2 separate regions of the Callithrix jacchus genome follow, and region 2 is linked to region 1. The links are chromatin contacts, called in public Hi-C maps. All regions are on one chromosome and are shown on one strand. Each heading gives the region's core, a stretch centred on a gene start, on an enhancer-like site or on the middle of the called end of the contact. The rest is flanking DNA. Distances are from core to core; before and after follow the strand shown. Region 1 holds the start of ARL6IP4 (ARF like GTPase 6 interacting protein 4). Region 2 holds the start of PITPNM2 (phosphatidylinositol transfer protein membrane associated 2).

What was found. Hi-C and Micro-C count contacts between places; a contact is called where the count stands out from the background.
Region 2: a Hi-C map of skeletal muscle shows a contact between it and region 1, with 4 times the contacts expected there. The contact joins the promoter of PITPNM2 here to the promoter of ARL6IP4 in region 1. A contact is called at or near these places in 2 of 3 Hi-C or Micro-C datasets (both in skeletal muscle).

Annotation. Positions count from the first base shown.
Region 1 is chr9:126,156,209-126,160,767 of calJac240_pri, forward strand. It overlaps ARL6IP4 (ARF like GTPase 6 interacting protein 4), which reads left to right and starts at 2,751. Exons shown (of 6, transcript XM_078337618.1): 1 at 2,751-3,057; 2 at 3,187-3,324; 3 at 3,628-3,909; 4 at 3,987-4,104; 5 at 4,508-4,559. The coding sequence starts at 3,198. It overlaps OGFOD2 (2-oxoglutarate and iron dependent oxygenase domain containing 2), which reads left to right. Exons shown (of 7, transcript XM_078337614.1): 5 at 516-643; 6 at 825-1,082; 7 at 1,155-2,116. The coding sequence starts at 605. The coding sequence ends at 1,418.
Region 2 is chr9:126,326,629-126,331,187 of calJac240_pri, forward strand. PITPNM2 (phosphatidylinositol transfer protein membrane associated 2) reads right to left here and starts at 2,351. Exons shown (of 27, transcript XM_078337577.1): 1 at 2,184-2,351.

The DNA.
Region 1 (4,559 bases), core at 1,501-4,000:
CTTAGTTTCCATTCTCAGCCTGGCTTCTTCTCCCAGGGCCCAGCAAGAGAGAGCAGCCCCTCCTGGCCTTCCTGCTGGGGAACAAAGGTTCCCAGAGCCACTTCTGAGTGGCGTACAGATGTTGGTGGCTCATCAGGTGAAAGGAAGTACAGGAGAGCCTGAAGTTGGCTCTGTGGCCCCAACTTGGCTCTCACTGGCCTTCCCCTCTCTGGGCCTCAGGACCCATCTGTGTGCTCTGGGAGCCAGCCCTGTGGACACTTGTGGAGTCTGGGGAGAGGTTCCAGGCATGAGTGTGGAGCGCAGGAGTTGGCCTCCCCTGTTCCTCACCTTACTTCCTTTGGTAATCACAACAACCCTGAGAAGCGAGAGCCTCATCCCCATGGCACAGGTGATGAAACTGAGGCTGTAGGCAGTGAACAGACACCGAGACTCACACGGCTCACAGGAAGACTGAGGCCCAGGCCTGGCCAGCCCATGGCAGCATTCAGGCCAACAGACCATCCCTCCTTCCACAGAGGAGAAGCGCATCTACCGGGTGCCAGTGTTCTCAGCGCCCTTCTGCCAGGCCCTGCTGGAGGAGCTGGAGCACTTCGAGCAGTCTGACATGCCCAAGGGGAGGCCCAACACCATGAACAACTATGGGGTGGGTAAGGCCTGGCCACTGGGCCAGAGGAGGGGCAGCTGCAGTCAGGAGGCAGTGTGGGAGGTGCTGCAGATGGGCTGCCTGCCCAGGCTGCGAAATAAGGTCACAGTGGGATTGAGGCAGAGTGGAGCCCCAGGGTTGCAGCCTCCCAGTTTTCCTGACCCCAGGAATCCCCTCCCAGGTGCTGCTGCACGAGCTTGGGCTGGACGAGCCGCTGGTGACCCCACTTCGGGAGCGCTTCCTGCAGCCGCTGATGGCCCTGCTGTACCCCGACTGTGGAGGGGGCCAGCTCGACAGCCACCGGGCTTTTGTGGTCAAATACGCACTGGGCCAGGATCTGGAGCTAGGCTGCCACTATGATAATGCTGAGCTCACTCTCAATGTGGCCCTGGGCAAGGTCTTCACAGGGGGCACCCTGTATTTCGGGGGCTTCTTCCAGGTGAGTGTGTGTCCCATGGGGCAGCGCCTGGGGCAGCTGTGAGGGCCCAGGCCTGAGCCATGCCATCTGCAGGCACCCACAGCCCTGACGGAGCCCCTGGAGGTTGAGCACGTGGTAGGCCAGGGCATCCTGCACCGGGGCGGCCAGCTGCATGGGGCCCGGCCCTTGGCCACTGGTGAGCGCTGGAACCTTGTCATCTGGCTCCGCGCATCTTCTGTGCGCAACCGCCTCTGTCCCATGTGCTGCCGTAAGCCTGATCTGGTGGACGACGAGGGCTTCGGTGATGGCTTCACCCGAGAGGAGCCTGCCACAGTGGATGTGTGTGCACTCACCTGAGCCTACTTGGACCCAGTGTGGGGGTGGCAGGGCAGGTGAGGGCTCCGTCACCTTGGGCTGGTGGCAGAAATTAACTCCCTGCAGCCTACTGCACTTCTTGGCCCAAGGCTGTGCCAGATTCTGGGTTATCCTCTGGGCAAACAGGCTGCTTTAGTTCAGGTTTGTTGGAAGCGGAGTCTGGAATGAGGCTTCAGCAAGGGAGTGAGGAAAGCAGGGGAGGGCAGGGAGCAGGTGGGCAAGGAAGTGGCTTCAGAGGAAGTCCAGCCTCAGCTGGGCCCTCGGGGAGCTTCAGGCAGAGCCCACAGTTCTGCAGTGTACCCACAGCATTGGTTAGTGGCTCCTGGATGAGGGAGGGATGAGTAACTTCCCAGACACTTATCTCCAGGGCAGGGTGGCTTCCAGTGGCCAAGAGAAGCCTCCACAGACAGCACAGTTGTGAATTCTCAGCAGCAGAGACAGCACCCTCAGTGGACTTGGGTGGACCAGCAGTAGCATCTTCTAGATGGCAGAGGGGTGAATGGCAGGGCCAGGAACCAGGCTGCCCAGGTTCCCATTCTGCTTATGCCACTTCCACACTTTGTGTGGCTTTGGGTGAGCCTTCACCTTTTGGTGCCTTGGTTTCCTCATGTGAAGAGCACCTACCTCCTAGAGCTGTTCTGAGAGTCAAATGCGCAGACGTTTATAAAGTGCTTTGCAAAGAGCCCTCTTTGTTTCAGCTGTCACTGTGAATTACACCTTGGGGGCCCGAGATTGAATGACGCCACAGCGACGCTTTGGGTTGCACATTTGAAAACCAGGGGGCTTCCATACTGCAGTCTTGAGTTTGGTTTCCCTGGGAAGGTGGGGCACTGGCCCCATGCCACGTTGCACGGATCAGATGGAGCGGAATCCCGGCTTCCCTCCGGACGGGCCTGTGGTCCATGCCCGCGGCTCACTGCCAAGATCTCTCTGGCCCCTACGGACACGAGTTTGTTATCCCTGAATCACTGGGTGGGTACGTCGGAAAGACTAGGGCGCCTCAGCTCAGAGCTCGCAGTTTGATGGAGAGGACAGGACCAGCCGGGAGGAGGGCGGCGCGCGCAAGGGTCGACTTCTTCCCATGGCACCCGGGATCCGAGTGCTGCGGGCGCGCGCCCAGAGGACAGCCTTGGAAGCGGGCTAAGCTTCGGCAGAGACAGACGTGAGGGGCTGCCGAGCCCGAGGGCCGGCGACCACGCTCACCTCTGCAGGAGGTGGGCGCGCCCGAAAGGGAACCTGGGGCATCAGAACGAAAGGCAGTGGCGCCGCGCTTCCCGGCCGGACAGCCTCCCGCGCAGCGCCCCGGCCGGAAGCCTTCTCGCCGCCGCTTCCTCTCTAGAAGACGCAGGGCAGGCGCTACGGCCCCGCAGGGTGGCGGAGGTGGGAGTGGAGCAGCCTCGGGGGCCTCCTTGAGGCAGCGAGGCCACGTGGGACGCAGGGCTAGAGGGTAGGAGCGCGCGGGAAGGCGCCCCAGACGCCACTCGCGGCGGATAGTGGCCAGTTCCCACGGGCCCCCGAGCCGGGTGCGGAGGCGTGGGGCGCCCGGGTGGGGGCGGACCCTTAATAGGCGCAGCTGAGGGAACTGGAGTCGGCGGAGAAGCCGGGGTCCCCAGCGGTGGGGGTGAGTGAGGGTCGCGCATTTTCCCAGGGTGGTGACGGGTACCCGGCGTCGCGAGGCCCCGGCCCCGCTAGAGCCCGCCCGCGGCTGGCCTGCTGGGCCTTGGCTCAAGCGCGTCCTTCCCATCGCCAGCCCGCAGCGCCATGGCTCACGTGGGCTCCCGCAAGCGCTCGAGGAGTCGCAGCCGGTCCCGGGGGCGGGGATCGGAAAAGAGAAAGAAGAAGAGCAGGAAGGACACCTCAAGGAACTGCTCGGCCTCGGAATCCCAAGGTTGCAAGGGCAGCGCGGCCCTTGGGGCGGAGGGTGAGGACCACCGGCATTGGGGAGAGGAGGCGTGGCCACTTCCCAGTCGGGGCTAGCCGGGGTCGTGGCCTCTCAGTCTTGCCTCTGTGCAGCTGGGCCGGGCGCCCCGGGAGCCGGGAAGGGACTCCTCTGGGAAGCTCCATCTCTGCTCTGGAAAGCCCCGCAGGAGGTGCTCACCCTGTAGACGGCCTGACCCAGGCCAGAGCAGGGGATGAAGGTTTACTTCTTCCCCTCCCAGCCTTCCAGCCTCACCTTCTCCCTGCATCACAGAGAGAAGCAAGCACAAGGCCCGGAGACCACGATCCAGCTCCTCCTCTTCTTCCGGTTCTTCTAGCTCTTCTTCCTCCTCGTCCTCCTCCTCGTCCTCCAGTGGTGGCCGGAAGAAGCGGGGGAAGCACAGGGACAAGAGGAGGAGGAGGAAGAAGAAGAAGAAGAGGAAGAAGCTGAAGAAGAAGGGCAAGGAGAAGGCGGAAGCACAGCAGGTGGAGGCTCTGCCGGGTCCCTCACTGGACCAGTGGCACCGATCAGCTGGGGAGGAAGAGGATGGCCCAGGTACTGTGCGGCCCAGAGCCTGAGAGGGAGAAGGTCCCTCCTGGAGGCCTGACCACCACCTCCATCTTCCCTTCCAGTCCTGACAGATGAGCAGAAGTCCCGAATCCAGGCCATGAAGCCCATGACCAAGGAGGAGTGGGATGCCCGGCAGAGTGTCATCCGAAAGGTGGTGGACCCTGAGACGGGACGCACCAGGTGGGGAGCCCTTGATCTGACTTAACACCCCGGGGTCTGGCAGTGTTGGCCTAAGATGTGTGCTCTCAGGAGGAGCGGGGCTGGGGCGGGGTTGCTGCTGCTTGAAAAAAGCCAAGTGTTGGCAAAAAGACACGTGTGATGTGTGTCTCAGCCCTTCTTCCCTGTTGCCCAGAATAAACAGTTGCAGAGGCTGGAAGGGCCTGGAGAACACTCTTCAGATGGCTGTTGTTGGCCAGGCTGAGGCTGGCAAGACAGAGCCCACCTCGGCTGCTTTCATCCATGCCCAAGGATGATAGAGCAGGCGGGAACCCTGGGACCCCTATGCCAGCTGTTTCTGGTTCTGCTGCTCTGGCATTAGGGGACCTGCCTATTCCTTGCTGAATGGAGACCCTCCTACCCTCAGGCTTATTAAGGGAGATGGCGAGGTCCTAGAGGAAATCGTAACCAAAGAACGA
Region 2 (4,559 bases), core at 1,101-3,600, 170 kb after region 1:
AATACAGTCTCCTCATGGAAGGAAAATAATTTAACAGCAACAGTCTACGAATCAGACAAGCTAGGGTCCTGGAGACAAGCCTTGAAGGGGGCTTCTGCTCCACGGAGACACTGACCAGGGCAGGGGACCAGAGATGAATCAACTCCAGCCCAGGAGTCCACCGTCCGGCAGGGGAGATAAGGCAGATGGAAAAGTAACTATTAAATAAGGCAGACGGTGGTAAGAGTCACACAGGAGATACAGATAACAGGTAGTGGGAATTCAGAGCCGAGAGGAGTCTGGGGGATGTGTGTTAGGGGAGATTCAGACGAAGGGGAACACTTGCTGTCTCCCCTCCAGAAGTAGGCGGGCGTCTATCCTAGCAGCTCTGGTGACTCCCAGATGGGGGCCGGGGAGAGAGCTGGTCGTGGACAAAGACAGATCTTCCAGTGAGGTCTCCTTTGAAGAATCCAGACTCTGGGTGGGGGAGGCAGGTGTGCCGGGGTGTTTGGAGAGGTGCCCAGCCCACACTTCAGAGGGAGGGAGAGAAGTGCGGGATGTCTCTGCAGGAGGAAGTCGACGGAAGTGGGAAAAGGCTGGAGGGCTTGCCTTGAAATGACATTTGCCCTGCACGGGCTGTGTTCACCTGGAATGGCCGTTTGGGATTTCTTGGGGGGAGTCAGTGCACACTGGGGCGGGGGACACTGAACTTTCCTTCTCCCCAAGCCCCCCATCAGCCCTGCCACGGATAAGAAAGGCGGCGGGGTGGGAAGAAGACAGAGCCGGCACCCCATTACAACAGGAAAGGGCACTGAGGATGGAGACGGGCCACACCCCGACCTTGGGCCCCCGACCCGCTGCGGCCACAGCCCGGGCCTGGAGACGTCCGGCAGAGGCGGGAAGCAGAGAAGGCGGGCCCGGGGCTCACCTCCGCTTCCTCCCGACAGCCCCTTCCTCGCCCGGGCACCAGCACTGTACGTGCCTGCCCCCGACCGCTGTGACACTTGTCCCTGGCGGGGGTCCCCCACGCGGCCACGACCGACGGAAATTCGGAAATCAGCGTTTCGGGGACGAATCCGGGGCGGGCGACTCACTGAGACCAGGCTCGGACGGTCTCCGGAGCGGGGTTCCCGCACGCCACACCCTCCTCCCTGCCCGGGTCTCCGCTCTTCCCTCCCGCCTCGGCGGCTCCGCGGGCCAGCGGGCCGGGGCCTCTCCGCGAGCCGCCGCCCCAGGTCCCCAGGTCCCCGGCCGGCGCCCGGCACTGCGGGACTCGCCCGCGGGCCTGGGGAGCGGCTGCCCGGACTCACTCACCCCGCTCGGCTCGGCTGCGGGCTCCGTCCTCTTCGGCCCGGGATGGGCCGCCGCCACCTTACGCCGCTTCACGGGGAGCGCCCGCCCCGCGGCCCCGGCCCGGCCGGCTGCGCCCCGCGCGCCCCCGCCGCCTGCTGGCCCCGGGCGAGCGGCAGGGCCCGGGCGGGCATTGCTCCCGGGCGTCGCGGGCGGGCGGCGGCGGCGGCGCACGTGCTGACAGGCGGCTCTCGCTGAGGCGGCCGCGGGCTGAGGAGGAAGCGCCGAGCGGGCGGGCTGCCGGGGCCGGCTGGACAGCTCTACGCCGCGGCGCCGCCGTACCCCGCGCGCCCCAGCTGCCGCTGCTGCCCGCGCGCGCCGGGCCGGGCTCGCATTCCCTCAGTGGCGGCGGCGCCTCCTCAGGCCGCGCGGGGGAGCGGCGGCGGCGGCGGCGGCGGGCGCGCGTCCCTGCGGAGTCCCGGCCCGGCCCCGCCGCCTCCGCCGGAAGAAACCTCTCCGATTCGGGCAGCCCGCCTGGCTCTTCAGCCCCGCCGCGGCGCCCCCGCTCCTCCCCGGCTCGCCCGTGTCCGCAGGCCCCGGGACTGGACTCGGGGGCGGCGGCGCGGGTCCCCACCCCGGCTCTTCGCCCACCGTCCGCAGCAGCCGAGCGCACTCGGAGGCGGGAACCGGCCGACTTGAGGTCACTGTGACTCTTAAAACAGCCTCATTTTAAAAAATGAAGTTTCTTAGGAGTGAAATGGCAAACCAGGGGGCAGAGCGCGGCGGGCAGCTCACCGAAGCCCAGCCCCAGGCGTAATGCTCGCCACACGCCGGGTCCGCGCTCTCCCCTCAGGAACCCGGGGCCGCGGCCCAGGGAACGGCAGAGCCGGGAGCGCAGCCACCTCGGTCCCCACCTCAGGGAGGAGCTGGAATAGAGTCACGAACAGCTTCATCCCGAAGATCCGGCACGACAGGGCTCTCTAATGTGAACACCAGAGCACCGGGAGGGCGCCTGGTGACATTCCTTAGAAACATGAGGTGTTTGTTAGGTTCAGCCAGGGTGGACTTGTCTGGCAAAATCTGAAGTCATGGAACTAAACAGGGCACACCTAAAACTTAGTGATGGGAGACCCATCCCTACTATCACCTTATAAGGCAGAGGAGACTGCAGTGCTCCCCTGGAGGGGCGAGGACAAGCTAAAATTAAGTCGGCGGAGATGCCCCCAGATGGAGCCGGAGGCCGAGCCCCTGGCGGCTGCTCACCTCCTGGGGTCATGGCAGAACCCAGCGGCACAGGCCAGGAAAGCCATCGTTCCCGACTCGCCTCCAGATGCCCCTGACCATGACCACGCCGAGGCGGGCCAAGGCGTCCCATCATCACCTTGAACCCCTCAACTCTTTCCCGCCACTAAGAGGTACCCTAGGATCCATCCAGAAAGATCTGCGGAGCCCACAGAGGGAACTGTGCTCCTGGATAGACACCCCTTAATCCGTAACTCGAGGACCTCTCTATGCCTGGGACTTCACATCACAACCAACCTGCTCCCGCAGCCAGCCAGCGGGAATAAACACACGAAGGCCACACGCCAGTTTACAGCCTCGAGTATTTATTGAGTGCCTATGGTGCAAGAGAGAGAGATGGTCCCTGCTCCCGCGGAGCTCACAGCCTGGTGACTCTAGGATCTGCCTAGATTCAGAGACGACTGCAGCAAGCGCTTGTCTACCCACCAGCAGCACGGTGAAAAGCACATGTTTCACATTATTGGTCACTGTTACAGTGAAATTGTTAGATGTGAGGAAAAATTATCCTTGAAATCTGTAGTCCTAGAGATGACATGGTATATAATGTCCAGCAAATGCACATTTATGGCTTTATTCCTCACATATCTGAGGGGTCTATGGAAATAAAGCACAAATCAGGCAGAAAAGACTTGGTAACTCACACAGCTCCTAAGAATACTGGGGTAGTTTATTATCAAACTACCACAGAACTCTTGGCAGGGCAGGAAACTATTTCCAGCAAAATTTGTGCAATATAGTGGGTTTAATCAAACCTGAAACTGTCAGCCATTTACCTGTCCCTCATGACAGGTAAATATAATCTACCTGTATGAATCCTAAAAGGCTACAGGTATGCATTTATTTTTTAAAGCTTCTTAAAGACTCATAGCACAAGTGACACACTGAAATCCAGCAAAAACTTCTGAGATCTCTTAAAATTAAAGTGACAAGTGCCTGCTTTTACTACATATGTAGGTGCAAAGTTCAGAATTCAAACACCATCCAGCAAAGCACGTGGCTTTTCTGGGTTAGAAGGGGACACTTTCTGGTTGGCTATCACAGACTAAGTCCTAGGCTCCACGTACATCTCCTAATGCCCACTGGGAGGCACTTCCTATGTGTGGTTCTGCTCACAGACCATCACCTTTAGAAGGGGCAATTATTTGGAGGATACTGGCAATAACTTTTAGGAAAACAGAACACCTATATCTATATCAAATAACCCCCAAGTCACCAATTAAGACCAAAGTGCTTTCTGAACTTACACTTGACAGGTTTTTAAAGTTTTTGATCCTTAAAAGAAAAACCACACACACCAGAGGGAAGGCTCAATTTAAACTCCAAAAAAAGTTTGTTTTTTGCAAAGGATGAAGAGAACATCTTAGACCAGCAAACAGAAATGTCAGTCCAAGGCAGTTTTTAAGTCAACTACTTGGGACATAATCTACTTTATTTTAAAAAGTATGCTACCTCAAGGCTGGGCTCGGTGGCTCACGCCTGTAATCCCAACATTTTGGGAGGCCAAGGTGGGCGGATCATTTGAGGTCAGGAATTCAAGACTGGCCAACATGGTGAGAACCTGTCTCTACTGAAAATACAAAAATTAGCTGGGCATGGTGTTGCACATCTGTAATCCCAGATACTGGGGAGGCTGAGGCAGGAGAATGGCTTGAACCAGGGAGACAGGTTGCACTTAGCCAAGATTGCACCACTGCACTCCAGCCTAGGCAACAGATAGAGCTAGACTTTATCTCAAAAAAAAAAAAAAAAGGGTATGCTCCCTCAAAACCTATTAACTCAATGAATGTGAAATGTAGTATTTCTTGAGCACTTACTAAGTACCAGGCACTTTACAAAAGTTTCCTTAATGAAAGGAGTTTTCTTATTTCATCTTACAGCTGAGGAAGGCAGGCCTGTGCTAGGATGTGACCCAGGTCTCTCTGGCTCCAAGTCTCTCCTCTCTTGTCTCGAGCCCAGCTCTGCACAGTCCTAGCTGTGCACTTAAGCTA